Regions from separate parts of the Mus musculus genome. Here region 1 is linked to region 2. A link is a contact called in public Hi-C data. All regions are on one chromosome and are shown on one strand. Each heading gives the region's core, a stretch centred on a gene start, on an enhancer-like site or on the middle of the called end of the contact. The rest is flanking DNA. Distances are from core to core; before and after follow the strand shown. Region 1 overlaps Btrc (beta-transducin repeat containing protein). Region 2 overlaps Gm35782 (a long non-coding RNA gene).

Evidence for each region. Hi-C and Micro-C count contacts between places; a contact is called where the count stands out from the background.
Region 1: a contact with region 2 is called in a Hi-C map of the G1E-ER4 cell line, with 3 times the contacts expected there. The contact joins two enhancer-like sites. A contact is called at or near these places in 3 of 39 promoter capture datasets (3T3-L1-derived adipocytes, cranial neural crest and hippocampal neurons) and 4 of 484 Hi-C or Micro-C datasets (the G1E-ER4 cell line and rod photoreceptor).

The regions. Positions count from the first base shown.
Region 1 is chr19:45,443,159-45,448,544 of GRCm38.p6, forward strand. All of the region lies in intron 2 of Btrc (beta-transducin repeat containing protein), which reads left to right. Among named protein-coding and RNA genes, the nearest start is that of Btrc, 82 kb to the left of the region's middle. Within about 2 kb of position 2,278, at least 33 of the 459 cell types and tissues checked have an H3K27ac peak or open chromatin away from gene starts, as enhancers often do. A contact at or near this core is called in the G1E-ER4 cell line, where this site is marked.
Region 2 is chr19:45,067,059-45,072,521 of GRCm38.p6, forward strand. All of the region lies in intron 1 of Gm35782 (a long non-coding RNA gene), which reads right to left. Among named protein-coding and RNA genes, the nearest start is that of Gm35782, 5.3 kb to the right of the region's middle. Within about 2 kb of position 1,258, at least 4 of the 459 cell types and tissues checked have an H3K27ac peak or open chromatin away from gene starts, as enhancers often do. A contact at or near this core is called in the G1E-ER4 cell line, where this site is marked.

The sequences.
Region 1 (5,386 bases), core at 1,028-3,527, 380 kb after region 2:
GTTAATTGTCAAAGCGCGTTGTATTAAACAAAGACACAAACAGGATTACTCATTCCTAGGAAAGTAAAATTACTTCATCGTTACAAAGAAATATACTTGAGTACTCTACTGATAGAACTCCAAGTTGGGGGTTGGTTTTATTTTCATTTTGTTTGATAACGTTAGCTTTAACATTCAAACAAGTCAGTTGTCGGTGTGTATAACCTTTGGCCTGTCCAGAAAAGAAATCTCCTTCACTTAAATTTTAATTCCTAGTCCAGTTCTCCCTCCATGTTAAGCTACTCAGAAACCTGACAATCCAGGAGGTGTTGTTATGTTAGCTGCTTTCCTTTTAAAAACATAATCCACCCCTTTCTATAATAGATGTTATCAAAAAATGAGAAAGCAAGGTTTACAGTAAAAACAAAGGTTAAAAAAGATCAAGGTCAAGTATATGAATATAGTTAGCATACTTAGCATTTTAAGAAAAAGCAGAGAGTATAAAGTGTGGTACGTACAAGCTGCCTCTTCTTCTTCTGCCTCTTCTTCTTTTTTTTTTTTTTTTTTTGAAACATGCCTCTGTTCTTTAAAACATACATTTAAAGAGCTATGCAGGACCAAATATTTACAAGAACCAGTGAGAAGGACAGTTTGTAATTGTAAGAAATATTTGATAAAATAGTTAATTTTACAGGGTAATAAGAATAGAACAACTTGTTAATAATAAAGGAAGTAAGAGAATGGTCAAATATAGTCAACTTTATAATTATAAATTCCAAACCCAGAACACAAAACAGTCTGTGTTGTTTGTTTTGTATTGTTCTGTTATTACTTATTTAGTTAGGGTGTTTTTATTTTTGTTCCAAATTGGTAATCACTTGGAGGAAATTAACAAGTTGATCAAATCTTAAATTTTTTTGAAGATACTGTTGAAGTGTAAGTAACATCTAAGCAAGGAAGATACCCAAGGTGAGGAAAAGAATTTAAAAGAACCCAGAGAACATACGAGGAACGAGCATGCCAGAGGTCTCAGTTCACTGGGGTCTGGGCGGATGGCCCAAAGGCTCTCTAGTTGCTGGCCTTATTTTGAGAAAGAAGAAAGATCTATACAATGTGCATAGATACCTTTGAGTTATAAACTAACCAGTTATTCATAGGCGAGGCAAAAGTTCACCTCTTACTCACATGCAGATAACTGTGATGATCTCTGTAGAAGATAGTATATAAAAATGACATCAAGGAAAACTGTGGCATACATGAAATTCTCCCCAGTACATATTCAGGAGGGATAGTATCGTGAAGAGGGCAAAAAGACTCTTCAATTGCTTTTAAACTTAAAAGTTTGTGCAGAAGTAAATCAAACTCCTTGCGGTTTGGTCCCATGGTAGATGTGCTTGGCCTTTTATTTCAGTCTTTCAATCCTACATTCGCTTGGCAAATGTATCTTAGTTTACTGTGCTCATTTAGCCTTATGGGTTGATTTTTGGTTTCCTTTTTTGAGGTGGGGAGGTTGTTTTGGGGTTTTGTTTTGTTTTGTTTTGTTTTGTTTGGGAGACAGGTAGTCCTGGCAGTCCTGGAACTCAGAGGTCTGCCTGCCTCTGTCTCCCAGAGTGCTGGCACTAAAGGTGTGTACCACCACCACCCAGCTGTTTTTGTTTTTTAAACCATGAAATATATGTATGAAAATATTTTTTAAAGGAATATTAGTTCTGGTCTGACACACAGGGGTCTATTTTGTTGTTCTATTTCAGTTTGAAATTTTAAGCCATGTTATTAGAGTTCGGTGACTGCATTGTCATGTTCAGGTGAATAAAATAATTTTAAAACTTCACAGCCTACAGATCTAAATGGGTAAGGAATAAAGTATGGTTTGATTTTTCAATTAAGTCTTTAGAGCCCAGAAACTTAGTTTTGTGTTTACATAGACTGTTATTCTGGTGTAGAACATGTTAAGTTAATTAAAAATTCTTATATATACTTAGAGTCATTGCTAAGTTGATGTTCAAATCTTTGATTAAGAAGACACAAAGCTAAATATGTTCAGACAGCTGTCATCTCTCCTCTTCAGAAAATAGAGATAACTGTTTTAGCTGTTTTGGGGAATGGTCCCTATATTGATTGCTGCAAATTTGTTTTTCTCTTATATCTATGCTTTAATGATAAAATACTATTGTCTTGATTATGATGCTTGTTGACTTGAAAGTGAACAAAAGCAACATTGGCGCCTCTTCTCTTGTCTCCCCCGGAACAGCTCCTCTCTGTCTTTATCAGAGCATCTCAGTGCTGAGCTGAGCTTGTTTATCTTAGAAGAGCAGGAGGCAGGCTTTTAGGGAGTAAGCTGCATGTTCCAGAATAACAGGCACCAATGCTGTTTGGCTTGAAGAACATTTGATCTCTTACATTAACAGCCCATGTCACTGTAATAGCGAGTACAGTCAGGCTGTTCAGTTTTCTATTATTTTAGCTTTGAAATAACCGTTAGTGCTGCTCCAAACTCCCTGTGTATAAAACTGTACACTGGCTGTCCCCCAGGACTCGTGAGTAAACAAGGTGATATGTGTGGCCAGAGGGAGGATATTTTGTTGGCTTTGTTTTAAATAATAACTGTCCCTATCTGAAGGTGTCCTTTCTGACCCCTGGTGTGCTTCATGATGTGGGTGCATTTACAGACTGAGCAGTATCCTGAGCAGAATTTTGTTTGTTACCAATATTTGTACTTACCGCCTATTAACTTGTAATGTTTATATTTTCTTCTCTTAATAGTGAGGAATTTGGGATTTCTGAAGCATAACCTCAAAGATTGTTTACACTTTGTCCAAATAAACAGTTTGCACAATAGTTGTTGCAAACAGGCAAGCAGGAGTTTAAGAACTATGTTTGTCAGACTCTAATACTATTTTGCTTTGTCTAAATAAATGTTCTGCTGATAATTTCTATGTTGAATAGTTTGGCATTTGGAGTCAGGTTGTGGTGTTGAAAGAATAGAAAACAGAATTTCTGAAATCAAATTGGGTTTCTTTTTGAGAAAATCTCTTCTTTTACTGACAGACTGTAGCCTGTTTTAATCATGGTGAAACTGGCCTGGATTATTTAATTCCTTCCTTCTTCTTTCCTTTATTTCCTAAATTTGTTTCCTCACTTTTATTTTTCTTGCATAATAAAATGCAACTAGGCCACCCCAGTATTTCTAATTTAATATACAAACACACACATATACACAGCTAGCACAAGAATAATTGGTCAAAAGGCAAGCATCTACCCAGGGAATTGTTCTAAATACTGAATGTGTCAGTGTGTTTTGACATGACGTATTTGTAATATCTGTGGATACAGAAAGCACTTTCTGTCTTAGCTGTAGGTATCAAAGCAGTAGTGTGTTTTTAAGAGTTTGTGCTGTGCAGATTCTGGCTTGTGAGGTAATGACAAGTGTTTGCCTGCATAGACAATATATTTTTCTCCCTGAGGTCCCCACACACCTAGTTTCCCTCAAGCTCATCATCTCTGTCAGGTTAATCAATAGGCACCGTATGGCAGAGGGTCAGTAATCAGTGTCATCGTGCCTTTAAATCGTGTTGAAAATTTGCTTAAAGCCTGGGCCAATTAACATCGAGATGATGAATGGATGGGAAGATGGGAAGAGCCTGCCGCTCAGGGGCTTTGTGAGGAGGAGATGCTCAGCTGTTGAGCAGCAGACACCAGCGAATAAAATCAGCCATTCATGTGAGCTCAGTCCACCCACTCTTAATGATAATGTCAATCTAGCAAAATATATACACATTGGAGTTGTCATGAGTTCATAAATCAAAGGAGTTTGTCAAAGGCATTCAGATTAACGAGGCAGCAGCAATAACAAGTCAAATTTGCATAGAGAATTGCTTGAATCTCAGTAAATTATGATCCTGTTTTTCATTTGATTATTTGCTAATGTCTCAAGAGGGAGAATGATTATATTAGCATGCAAAATCTCCTCCAGAAGTAGAAATCTGAGGTATGGAAGACCAACACACTATGACAATTAATCAGTTTCTGCATACTAGCATAAATGCACAAGGCCCAGAAATGAACTTCTTTTTTATTATTATTTCTCCTTGCTACTGATCCAAATGGTTCAGCTTGACAGAGACTTTATATTGCTTTAACAGTGTTCTGAATTGTGCCTGCAGGCAAGACATAGTTATGCAGCTATAACCAACCTATCCATCTGCCAACCAGATTGGAATTCTCCTATCCAAGGCTTCCATTAACCCCCACTGACAGCTCCAAACAGGATTAAGAATTTGGAAGCATAAAAAATAGTTGTTCTTTGCAAATACACACAATCCCTTTGCATTTTGAGAAAGGCTGCATCTGTAGTATTCTTATAATTAGCGTCAGACAATGTAGCAGGGGGATCAACCCACTTGGCAGGTTTTTTGACTTCTGTCCTAGGGAGGAAGGCAGTGCGGATGGCAGTTAGTACTCTTTGGTTTTTTCCCAGGGAGCACTTTCCATTCTATCTGGTTCCTACCACTATGTTTGGATCTGTGCACCGCTGAAAAATAGCCCCCCTTGAAAGCTTGGACTGGGGTTCCATAGAAGTTAAACACTGTGTGCAGACTTTGTTTGATGTTGCTGTGGTGTAATAGAGTGTGCCAAATGGTGAACTTGCCAGAGAAGCTATTGTCTGTGGAAGCATGCCAGAGAGGATTATTTTATGAGGATACTTCAGGTCTTCCCTAAAAACTGGTCCTTGGATACAACTGAACCTTCAATAAGCTTCTAAACTTACTTACTTCTCCCATTAATCCCAGGAAGATTCATTAATTTTTTTTTCAAATGCAGAGTGTGGTGGGCTTTTGTTTTGTCTTTAGAGAGAGTACCTTACTCTGTAGCACTTGCTGGCCTGTGACTCACTACTCAGACTAGGCTGCCCTTGAACTTTCAGTGATCCTCCTGCCTTTGCCTCCCAAGTATTGGGATTACAGTCATTTTCTGGCCAGCTCTGTGTGTGTGTGTGTGTGTGTGTGTGTGTGTGTGTTTTATGTCACCTTTCACTGAAGAGCTTTTATTATTTTTTTATGTAGCTAAATTACCTTTTAAGCTTGTAAAAATACCTTTTGTTTTTGTAAACTGGAAGCCCTGTGTGTGGAGGTTAAAGTTACTGCCGAGTCGCAGGACAGGTGGTGTGGAAGCAGTGTTACTCCAGTCCCTAACTCGCCTGCAAAGCTTACCACGGGATCGTTTAGCTGGTTACTAGAAATAGTCTTAGGTTCTTTTCTTCATATGTGTTTGCCATTCTACATGACAGTGAACAGTTGGATTCTGAAGTGCTTATTTGTGTGGTTGTGTGTGCATGCACATATGTACAAGCATGTACATGTCATAATGAATAAATATATGGAGGTCAGAGGACAACTCTTGCTTGGCT
Region 2 (5,463 bases), core at 8-2,507:
TAAGCAAGCCTCAACTCTGGTTTCTCTCCTTTGGATGTAAAACCTTGGACATCGCCCTACGTATGTGAACTGTCGCTGCCCAGACCCACAGAAGTATCAAGGAGAAACCGAGAAGGAAACTAAAGAGATCGTGCTAAGGAGTGTATGGGTGTGAGTGTGTGCGCCCACTGTTCCCCTCCATCTCGTCACACCTCTGGTGTCTCATCTCACTAGAACCTACTTATTCTACAAAGGAGGGTCAGGAAAGGATTTGGGGCAAGATCGATACTTCTCTGGACGCTGATGACCGCAGGCTTTCACCTTGCAGATAATGGGGTGAGCTGCGGTAAATTCACTCCGACAGAGCGGGCTCCCCTGGCCTTAATGAGATAATCAATACTTGTTCTCGGCTTAATTTCCATCTAATTGCTCTTTAACGACGCCGGATAATGGGCCGCCTCCTGTGAGGTGGGAGCTGGCTGGGAATCCGACCCGACTTGGACTCCCTCCTTCTCACCCCCCCGGGTGGGGTGCCCTAACGCAGGTGGAAAGGGAGCACACCGCCTGGCTCGCAACTAGAGCTCCTGGGCGGGCTTCCCCACCTGCCCGTGCGGCCAACCTTTAGTACACCAGGCCTTCGACAAGGATGCCAGAAAAGGATCGGTTTGGGCCTAGGAGCCACCCACCCGATGGGCAGCCTCTGGGCAAGTCCTTTGTTCCTTCTGCTTCCTGCTCTAAGGAAATTGTTGACTTCCTCGGGTCCTACTTAGGTGCTGTTGCTGTCTGAGGGAAGACTCCAGTCATCTATTTTTCCTGTGAGAAGGCTGAGTCCACCTACAGAAGAATAAGCTGGAGTAGAGGCCTGTATCATCAGGCCCAGCTAGAGATAAGAATGCTGTTCTCCACTCTGGTTAAATGGCTCAGCTGGTAAGAGCACTGACTGCTCTTCTGAAGGTCCTGAGTTCAAATCCCAGCAACCACATGATGACTCATCCCTAATGAGATCTAACACCCTCTTCTGGTGTGTCTGAAGACAGATACAGTGTACATAGATAAAATAATAAATACATCTTTTTTTTTTTAATGCTGTTTTCCCTACCAATCTTTATTTTGAAATTTTTGTAGTCTGAGGATGAGGATCCAAGGACTTGAGACAACTGTACCACTGAGTCACAGCCTGACCTCTCTTGGTTCCCATCCTGAAGCACCTTAGCCTCAGGGCTGAGAGACTGTGACCCACAAAGTTCCCTATCACCTTCCTTCATCTTTTATCTTTTGGGCCAGCGACTCTCCACCTCCCTAATGCTGGGACTCATTAAAACAGTTCCTCATGTGGTGGTGACCTCCCACTATAAAGTTATTCTGTTCCTACTTCATAACTCATTTTGCTGTTACGAATCCTAATGTAATATCTGCGTCTTCAGATGGTCTTTGGCGACCCCCGTGAAAGGGTTGTTCGACCCCCAAAGGGGTTGCTCTCCACAGGCTGAGCATGGCTGATCTGGGACCATTCAACCCTGCATCTCCACAGCAGGGCAGCTTGGAGTCTTTATAAACATCTACTCTGGGCTGCAGAGATGGCACAGAAGTTAAGAGTATTGCCGCTCTTCCAGAGGACCAGAGTTTGGTTCCTAGCCCTCACATCAGCAGGCCCATAACCGTCTATAACTCCAGCTCCAGAGAGCTCCAGAGAGTCCCAACATCTCTGGCTTCTGTGGATACCTGCATTCACATACACATACCCACACACAGATACACACCACACATAATAAACATTTATTTAAAATATACTGCGGTATAATCCAGAGTGGTGGTCCATGCCTTTGGTCCCAATACTTTGAAGGCAGATGCAGTTTGAGGCTAGCCTGGTCTACAGAGTAACCCCTAGGATAGCTGGGACCATACAGATGACAACACCAAACTGAAACAAATAAACTCTGAAAATGCACTGCAGTTTTGATTCCAACTGCAGGTTGACAAGTAATATCGGGATCGTGAGATGGTGAGAGTTAAGTCTTAGACTTGGGCAGCTCCAAGATCAAGTATGAGCTCCGTTGGTCACTAACCAGTGCTGACACTGGGCAGACTTATCCAAGGAGCTGGACCTCAGTTTTCATTTAAAAAAAAAAGCTAATTATTAAAGCTAATCTTACCTTGCAGGTGGTTTTTTTTTGTTTTGTTTTTTTGTTTGTTTGTTTTGTTTTTTACAAGTCTGAGACAAGGGGCTGAAGAGATGGCTCAGCGTTGAGAGCACCGACTGCTCTTCCAAAGGTCCTGAGTTCAAATCCTAGCAACCACATGATGGCTCACAGCCATCTGTACAGCTACAGTATACTCATATAAATAAATAAATATTTAAAAAAACCAAGTCTGAGACGAGCTAAAATATGTAATTTGTTAACCTCTGTGCTTGGCCCCTGGGACTATTTGCTAAGTGATAGCTTTTGTTACCATTGCAGTGTTACAGCAGAGGGAACCATCTAGCCCAAGGAACACAACAGTAAGGCTACAGGAGCAGGCAGGAATCCTAACTGAGGAAAGCAGACCAAGAAGAGACCACTGTAGGCTAGAGAAGGCCAGCTTTATCCAGAAGAGCATGCGGTATTCACGTGGACTTGTAGGCCAGGAAGTACACATGTGGATCAGACATCAGTCTCAGGTATTATTTCTCAAGAGCTATCCCTGTCTTTTTTCTGTTTGCCCACCCCACTCTAGATAGAATCTCTCCGTGGCACCTGGTGCTTGCCAGTTAGACTAAGTTGGATGGCAGAGAGCCCCAGGAGATCCATCGTGCCTGACCTTTTTCTTGAGTGCTGGGGATTTAATTCAGATCTTCTCGTTTTTTTGCAAAAAGCAATTTACCAACAGAGCTATCTTCCTGTACCCCTAGGACTCACTGTTGCTGTTGCTGCATAGGATCAATTCTCCAGTTTTGTTTGTTGTTTATCCTTAAAATAATCAGGCAGCATCAGAGACTTAGGCATTAGCTCTAATTTTTCTTTCTCCCTAGCTCCACAATAGCTGGAAATTCCCTTTAAGAGATTTGCAGGGGCTAAAGAGATGGCTCAGCAGTTAAGAACACTGGCTATTCTTCCAGAGGACCTGGGTTCAATTCCCAGCATGAACATGATGGCTCTCAATTGTCTGTAACCCCAACTTCAGGGGATCCAACACCCACATACACACATACACCCAGGCAAAACACCAATGCAAATGAGATAAAAGTAAATAAGTCATAAAAAGACATATTTTAAGAAAACACTGACCAATTCGGTGTCTGAAGGCTGAATTCACCCCAGTTTTTTTCCCAAAGAAACATTCCCGATAAGTGAGTTACTAGCAAAGCTGACTTTGGTAGCCTAGACCTTTTTTTTTTTCTTTGCATAGACTTGTTTTTAATTTTATTCACACACATGTATCTGAATGCCGTTGTCCATGGAGGCCAGAAGAGGGCATTCGATTCCCCAGGGTGGAGTCAGTGGCCTGACAGGAGGACTGGGAACCAGCTCTGGTTCTCTGACGGCCCCAAGTGTGGGACCACTGAACAACCTCTGAAGCCCTAAGGTAGCTCATGTTCTAAGTCAAAATAACTTCTAGGAGGCCATCCCAGGCTTTGGGGCCTCTGGCTCTACCCAGTGCAGAGGCGAGGCCTCATTGTCTGGGGCTTGCAGGAGCTTAGCGCTCTTAAGCACTCGATCTGGGGTCACAGCAGCCTCCTCTCTTGTCTGTCCATCTTGCCTTTAAAGTCTGTAGAGAGAAGTGTGACTGGTAACAATCAGGGGACACAGCAAGCAGTTTTGCTGAGTATTGTTTCGAGTGCCTCCTCCTGTTACCTTTCTTCCTATGTCTTGCCTTTGGAAAAAGGGACAGAAAAGGCACAAAGTCACACTGGGTTGTGTGAGGCTGAGAATAATCTTATGTAAGGTTTACAGACTTCTGAACGTGCTTGGTTGGTGTAACAGTTACAGTAAGATGCTCTGTGGCGATCAGGATTCTACAATCCATTGACGACATCATCAGTTCTCCTTAGCCCTTGAGAAAGCACCCGCCCCTTCCTGTTTGGAGTTCTGAGTACCGTTTGCAGGGGCGCTTTTTGTTTCAGCAAGCTGGGCAGTGCCGAGGAAGCTTGCATGCTAACTTATGCCCCAATTCTCCTCTCCTCAGAAGCCAACATTAGTCGTTCGTGTGTGTGTGTGTGTGTGTGTGCATGTATGTGTGTATATACATGCACACACCACACACACGTTTTTTGAATGAGGGACTTATGGACCCAGTATTCTTTTTGCTTCTTGTTGGCAACTGTCATCTGTCTGGTTTGAGTTTGTCACCCCATCATGGTCTTTTCCCACCATTTTCAGCCCCTTCAAGGCTTAAAGGACCCTGTGGGCCAGTCTTCGAGCCTCTGCTGAGATGGCTTGGCCTGACAGCATTTCCCTATATCCTCCCTAGATCCTAGGTCATGGTCAATCCTTTGTGGTCCTCTTCATGTACAGATGCCACTCTGTAAAAGCAACACATGTGTAGACAGACCTGTGCTCATTAGAGGGAGCAGCTCTTTATATTTGGCCAGCATGACAGCGTCCACCCATCTGGGGATTTTTGTCTTCTGGGACTCTTTGAGGAAGGCTACCTGACGGTTTATGGTCTTTTACCATAACTCCAGGGCTGAGTAGTCTGTGTGCTGACAGCCAAGGGAAAGGGGCCAGACTTCATTATATCCACAGAGAAAAGGCTAGAGGTAGGATGTGAGCCTGGAGATGGTTACAAATAGATTTTACAAACATGTGTGGAGAATAGGATTTCTTACTGCCCTGTGTGGTCTTGGTAGGGCTTTCAGGAAGATGGCCCCTTCCTTCCCTCTCGGGGACTTAGAGAATCTAATTTTCAGTGCTAGGGATAAATAAAGGGTACATTAAGGAATGAGTTGTCACTTCTGTGAGTTTGAGGCAGGCTTGTACTACATGACAGGTTCCAGGACTACATAGTGGGATCAAGAGAACAAGGGAGCTAGAACAGCAGATGGTCCATCGGGTTAAAGCACTTGCTGGGCAAACCTGACATGCTGAGTTCAGTCCCCACATCTGATGGCAGGAGAAAGGACACCACCACCTGCCCCGCCCCGCCCCCACCTGAGTTGTTCGTTGGCTTCCGCTACTCAACTAGCATCTGCACTTACAGACACCAATTACACATAATAATTGTAACTTTAAGGAAATGTAGAATACTTTAGATACTCCTTCTAACTTTATTCTTATGAAAATTGGTCATCAGGTGGTCAAAAGCAGAAGAGATATTAAAGGTTGGGTGTGGGTGACAGAAAGAAACTGTCCTGAGAAGGAGGAAGGAGGATAAAGAAACTGTTGGCCTGGTGTCTGTCTAAGATGTCTTGAAATCTGTTCAGCTTGCCTGAGTGCCTAGGTATTCCAGAAGCAAGTTCCTGGCTAGTCTAGTTCCATTTTATAATGTTACTTGTAGATAAATTAC